2 separate regions of the Oryctolagus cuniculus genome follow, and region 1 is linked to region 2. A link is a contact called in public Hi-C data. All regions are on one chromosome and are shown on one strand. Each heading gives the region's core, a stretch centred on a gene start, on an enhancer-like site or on the middle of the called end of the contact. The rest is flanking DNA. Distances are from core to core; before and after follow the strand shown. Region 1 holds the start of RHOB (ras homolog family member B). Region 2 holds the start of HS1BP3 (HCLS1 binding protein 3).

Region 1 (2,826 bases), core at 307-2,806, 170 kb after region 2:
GCCTGACCCAGCCCGGGGCCAGAGCTGTTCTAACGCCCTGGTCACTCCACCCACCACGACCATTAAATAACACCATCTTACCTCCGAAAATAAAATTATATCTGTATTTATAGAACACCCCCCTCCTCCTCCCCAGCCCTCCCTCCCGCAATTCCCGGGGTCTATGTTACAAACAAGGGATAGCAGGCGCTCGCGGGTTACGGGCTAACATCCGATGGGGCGCGGCCCCGGCCCCCACCCCCACCCCGGGGGGACCCGAGGCGGGGGTGGTGTGACAATGTGAGCGAGGGGGCAGTAGAACGTACACGCAGTCACACGCTCTGAGGCTCTGATCCTCAGAACAGGATGTCCAGGGGACCCTTGGCACTCAGCGGGGGCGCCCGGGCCTGTGCCACACAGCTGGACGCACGCAGACACTGGGAAGGGGGCGCCCGGTGCCCACGCGCTTCTCGGCGCGAGAGCCAGAGCCGCCCGCAGACGCCAGGCAGTCTGGTGGGGTCCTTGCAGGGGCGTGGGCCTCCCCTCCCCACGGCTGGCTGGGGGACCGGCCCGGGAGGGGGCGCCGCGCAGGCGGGGGCAGACGGGCGGGCGCGGCCTCTCATAGCACCTTGCAGCAGTTGATGCAGCCGTTCTGCGAGCCGTAGCGCTTCTGGAGCGCGGCGCGCGTGGCCGTCTCGAAGACCTCGCGCACGCCCTCCTTGGTCTTGGCGGAGCACTCGAGGTAGTCGTAGGCTTGGATGCGCACGGCCATGGCGCGGCCGTCGTCCGTGCGCACGGGCTCCTGCTTCATGCGCGCCAGCTCTGTGCGGACGTGCTCGTCGCTGCGCAGGTCCTTCTTGTTGGCCACCAGGATGATGGGCACGTTGGGGCAAAAGTGTTTCACCTCCGGCACCCACTTCTCGGGGATGTTCTCCAGCGAGTCCGGGCTGTCCACCGAGAAGCACATGAGGATGACGTCGGTGTCCGGGTAGGAGAGCGGCCGCAGGCGGTCGTAGTCCTCCTGGCCCGCTGTGTCCCACAGCGCCAGCTCCACCTGCTTGCCGTCCACCTCGATGTCGGCCACATAGTTCTCGAAGACGGTGGGCACGTACACCTCGGGGAACTCGTCCTTGCTGAACACGATCAGCAGGCACGTCTTGCCGCACGCGCCGTCGCCCACCACCACCAGCTTCTTGCGGATGGCCGCCATGAGCCGGCCGGGCCCGGGCAGCAGGAGGGGGCCCGCGAGCGCCTCGCTGCCGTCCCGCTCGCTTCGCTCACTGCTCACCTCCGGCGGCGCGCTGGGGGGCGAGGGTCGCTAGCTGCACCCAGGCCCCGCGGTGGCGCGTTCTCTCCGGGCGCTCAGGCTGCCGCGGCGGGGGCGCGGGTGCATAGGGCGCGCCGCGCTGCTCGCGGACTGCGGCCGCGGCTCACGCCCCGGGCCGGGGTCGGCGGCTTTGTGCGCCACAAGGGCTCGGGCTGCGGTCGGTCCCGCTCCCCCTCCCGGGTCCCGGGCCGCGCGTACCAGGGCGCCGACGACTCCAGCCAGACTGCGGTGGCAGATGCGGGCTGCGGCCCTAGCGCCTGCTATTTAAAGAGTCCGGCCACTTTCTTAATATAGCCGCCCAATAGGAAGCGAGCCGGCTGAGCTCATCGCTGCGGAGCTTGGCTCTGATTGGCCGCCTGCTGCAGCCCGAAGGCGGGGCCGCACGGGCTTGATTGACGGCCCTGGCCGCGGGGCTGGGAGAGGCGGCGACCGTGGAGTCTGCGCGGCCGCCGGCGCTGCGGGGCCGCGGCGGCCCCGGCTCCCCGCCTTCGTCGTGGCCCGAGGGCTGGCTGCCTAGAGCCCGCGGGGTCTGGGCCCGCGGGTTCCGAGACGGGGCGGCACTTTGGAGTGGGGGGTCGGCGCCTCCTTTTAGAGCAGAATCGCGGGGCTTTCTGGCCAACCCCCCGCGGGTGGTCGGACCTGGGGCGGGGGAGGGGCGGCTCCCGTAACGTGGTTTTGTTTGTAAGTAAACAACCACACACACACGCACACGCACGGCCACACACGCACTTTTGTTTCCAAACTGAAAGGTTTCTTCTTCGCCCTTTTGGAGCCGGCCGCTCTGTGCTCGGGCCTCCCGGGGCGCCCTTGCCCTGGGATTGAGCCCCTGGCGTGAGGCGCCCACTGCAACCTGGGTGGGCCTGGGCCGAGCCTCCCGGCCCTTGCAAGCCCCTGCCCTCCTCTTTCAGGACCCCCCAGCTCGGGTCGCCGGGCGAAGGTGAGGGAAAGGAGACCGAGTGGGCGAGCGCTGGTTCGATGAATGGGAAGGGGCAGGCCGGGGTATTTGGCCGAAACTCTGCGTGGTTCTTTCGGATCCGTTTGTTAAGGCAGAGCCGTGTCCGAACGAAGAGTGCAATAGAATCTGGCCCCCTAAACCCCACTGAGCCGGCGAACGGTGGGGCAGGGGCCCAGGGCTCGCAGGTGCGAGTGAGCGCGCGCTGGGGGTCCATCGCCCCAAACCAGCAGGGCTGCAGGCAGCTGCCCCGGGGACCCTGCGGGACGTGGCCCTCACCTCTGGTCTGGAAACCCGAAGGGAGACCTGCCCATCACGGCGAGCTCACTGCCCCATTGTCTGTCTGCCTCTGGATTGTGGTTTGGTGGGGGCGCCAGCGTCCTCCGGACCCAGCCAGCAGGTGACTGGAGGATCGACCCGCTTGTTCAGGAGCTCAGTGGGGATTTTCTGGGGGGCTCTTACCTCAGCTCCAGATCCACTCTAACAGTCACCCAGGCGAACCCACGCAGGCAGCTGAGAGGGAGCCTGTGGTTTCAGTGCCACTCACAGGTCAACCTAGTGGCTGTTA
Region 2 (3,224 bases), core at 689-3,188:
CCACCAGCCCCTCCCACGCTGGAGTCTGGACCCACCCCTTCCCTTCGTCTCCTCACCTGTCTGCTCCTCACCTGGGCAGCCGTCCCTCCAGCCTCTGCCACCATCACCGGCAGGCTGGGTTGTTCTGCTGCACTTCGCGCCTGCAGGGTCCCGTGCGCCACAGCACTGCCCGGGGCACAGCGGGACAGCCGCTCCCTGATGGCCTCAGGTGCCCCTGGCCTGGCTCCAGCTTGCCCTGTCCCCTGATTCCCTGCTGCGGGCTTTCTGCTCTCTGGAGCTTTGCTCGATCTGCGCGATCGCTTCTTGTTTCTGCGGGTTTCCCCTGCACACTGGTTCCTTTCAAAGTCTTTTCAGATCCCCCAAGCCTGAGGGCGAGGAAGCACATTGGCCTTGTTCACCGTGGACTCTTAGCACCCACACACCGTGTGTGTCTTGGATGAATGTTTGTGCAGCACGACCAGCTCCATCCACCGCCCAGCGCGCTGCCCAGACTCCTGGAATGCTCAGCCCCATCACCCAGTTCCATGCCCAGACCCTCAACGTCCTTCCCCTAAAGTGTGACATGTCTGTGGCTCCCATGGCCCCTGCTCTGCCGACAGGCCAGCAAGCAGGAGTGGTCAGCAGCCACCACCCCATTCAGTTGTCCTCCTGCTCACGATCGCTCCTCCACTCTAGAAGCAAATTCCAAGCAAAATCGGCAAGGCGTAAGAACAGTTGTGTTTGGGGCTGGCACTGTGGTGTAGCCGGTAAAGCCGCTGCCTGCAGTGCTGGCATCCCATAAGGGCGCAGGTTCTAGTCCCAGCTGCTCCACTTCCAACCCAGCTCTCTCCTGTGGCCTGGGAAAGCCGTGGAGGATGGCCCAAGTCCTTGGGCCCCTGCACCAGCATGGGAGACCAGGAGGAAGCTCCTGGCTTCAGACCAGCGCAGCTCTGGTCTTTGTGGCCATCTGGGGAGTGAACCAGCAGATGGAAGACCTCTCTCTCTCTGCCTCTCCTTCTCTCTGTGTAACTGTGACTTTCAAGTAAAATAAATAAATCTTTAAAAAGAAAAAAAAAAAAAGAATGGCTGTGCTCATTCAAGAGCAACTTTGGGGAAAGCCACTTTCCAGAATGTGCCACTGTAGAATGTGTTGGTGATGATGATGGTGGCAGGCGCTGCGTGTGTGTGTGTGCGCGCGCAGCCCAGTGGCCAACATTACTCTAGGAGTTGTCCTACAGTGAAGCCCCAGGGAGAGGACAATGAAATAGGCACAGCTGTTGGGTGCCTTTCCTGGCCCTGCTTCCAGACAGCGCCTTTCCCTGGGCCACTTTGACAGGTGACAGTACCATCCCCCTCTTTCCCACCCGTGGAGAGACTTGAGCATGTTATGCACGGGTCTGTTACATTTGCACGCCTCTATACCTAAGGCCATTTTTCAGGCAAGCAGACCCCTGCTCCACTGCCCTGGGCCCAGCTGGGGCAGGCCAAGGGTCAGGAACCTCTGCCAGCCCCCAGCAGAGTGTCTCTGACTCTCCCCCGTGGGGAAGAGTGCCTGCCAGGTGCAGCGAGTGAGCAGACGCAGGAAAGGGACGGATCCTGCAGGCCAGGGCAGGAAAGACGACCCGGAGCTCCAGCTTAGCAACAGGGAGCTTTCCAAACTAGCAAATGAAGTGAAAAGTAGCGTTTATTTTGGTGCAGAAACGTTTTGCAGTTCATGCATAGGAGGGGCGTTCATAGACTTAATGAAGATGAATATTATGCAAAAACTATGTATGATTTTCAATTTCTTTTTATGTGTGCGTTTCGCACCACAATGAACATTTCATTCTGCTAGCCAGGAACTTTGGGGAACGAGCCAGCGGGCAGGGGGCGTGGCTCGTGACGACACGGAGGCGGGGGCGGAGCCGAGCGCCGGGCCGGGCCGGGGAGAGGCGTCTCCCAGGCGGCCGCAGCCCCACCCGAGACGCCGGGGGGCGGGGACGCAACGCTGCCGCGCCGCCGGGTCCCGTGACCGCGCGCCCCGCCCGCAGCCGCCGCAGCCGCCGCCGCCGCCGCCGTCATGCAGTCCCCGGCGGTACTCGTAACCTGCAGGTGAGCGGGATCCCGCGCTGCGAGGGTCCCCATTGTGTGGATCGGGACACGGAGGCCCCCAGGGCGTCAGGGACTCACCCCGGACCCGGCACAGGGCTGGGACGGGCCGCTTCCGGGCAGGGCAGAGGGCGTCTCGGACTTCCCTCGCTACTGGAGGGCCCGCAGCCCTGGACACACACACCCTCCCCGAGCTCCCCGCGTGCCCGGCAGGTGCCCCGGGCGAGCAGAAAGTTCAGGTTGCCGTGGGAACACAGGCCGGCGAGGAACCCGGGCTTCCTGCGGGACGCGTGGAGGGGAAGGCGTTGCGGCTGCTGCAGGAGGTGGCTCGGGAGAAGTGAGGGTCTGACGGCCCCAGGAAGAGCAGGCGGTGCGGGGGCACCTGGGCCCGGGCCTGGGGGGACCCAGCGCAAGACGGTCCTGGCACTGCCCCGCCCAGGACTCACTACTGGACTCACTAGTCAAGTGTTGGCGTGTGCTCCACACTTGCTCGGAAACCTCGGGCCAGCGCGCCGATTTGTTGTGTAGATGGATGTGTTACCCACCCAGCGGGCACAGGAGATCCCCGTGGCTTCAGATGTGGGGAAGTAGGGTACCCAGAGCGGACCCGGTCTGCTCTCCGTGATGGAGGGGGGCTGCAGGAGTCAGCCTCCTCTCGCTGAGCCTGTTCCTTCTGTGCCAGTTGCAGCCTTGAACTTGACAGCTACCGGCAGCAGACACTCCTCCCAGCCACTTGCAGATCCCGGGCTATGACTTTGGGGCTGGGTTCTTGGGAAGTGGGGTGGGCAGGGGCTCCCCCACACTGCCCATCCTGCTTAGCGAAGGCCAGGTGATCGGAGCCTGCCTGCAGGAGTGCAGGAGCAGCAGTCTAGCGGTGAGGTGTGCACTCTGCAGCCAGCCTGGCACCTGTTTCCAGCCTGGCCTCCGCCCACACCCATCCCCCCCTGCACTCAGGTATGCGTTCAGCCAGCAGGTGCTCGTCAGTTCTCTGTGTCCCGGGCTGGTCCAGGTTCTAGGATGTGGAGCCTGGGTTGGGGCAGCAGCATGGCCAGCAGGTGTGGTGTCAGGGATGACAGATGCTGTGAAGAGTGACAGGAGACGTGCGTGCTGTGTCAGGTGTGGGCAGGGGGTGTCCCTCCAACAGGCTGGCCGCTGGA

The links. A called contact is a pair of places that touch in the nucleus more often than the background predicts.
Region 1: a Hi-C map of an unstated tissue shows a contact between it and region 2, with 4 times the contacts expected there. The contact joins the promoter of RHOB here to the promoter of HS1BP3 in region 2. A contact is called at or near these places in 4 of 6 Hi-C or Micro-C datasets (ear pinna, liver, psoas muscle and 1 more).

Annotation. Positions count from the first base shown.
Region 1 is chr2:182,135,027-182,137,852 of mOryCun1.1, forward strand. It overlaps RHOB (ras homolog family member B), which reads right to left and starts at 1,557. Exons shown (of 1, transcript XM_008254781.4): 1 at 1-1,557. The coding sequence starts at 1,189. The coding sequence ends at 599.
Region 2 is chr2:181,968,747-181,971,970 of mOryCun1.1, forward strand. It overlaps HS1BP3 (HCLS1 binding protein 3), which reads left to right and starts at 1,939. Exons shown (of 8, transcript XM_070069397.1): 1 at 1,939-2,070. The coding sequence starts at 2,039.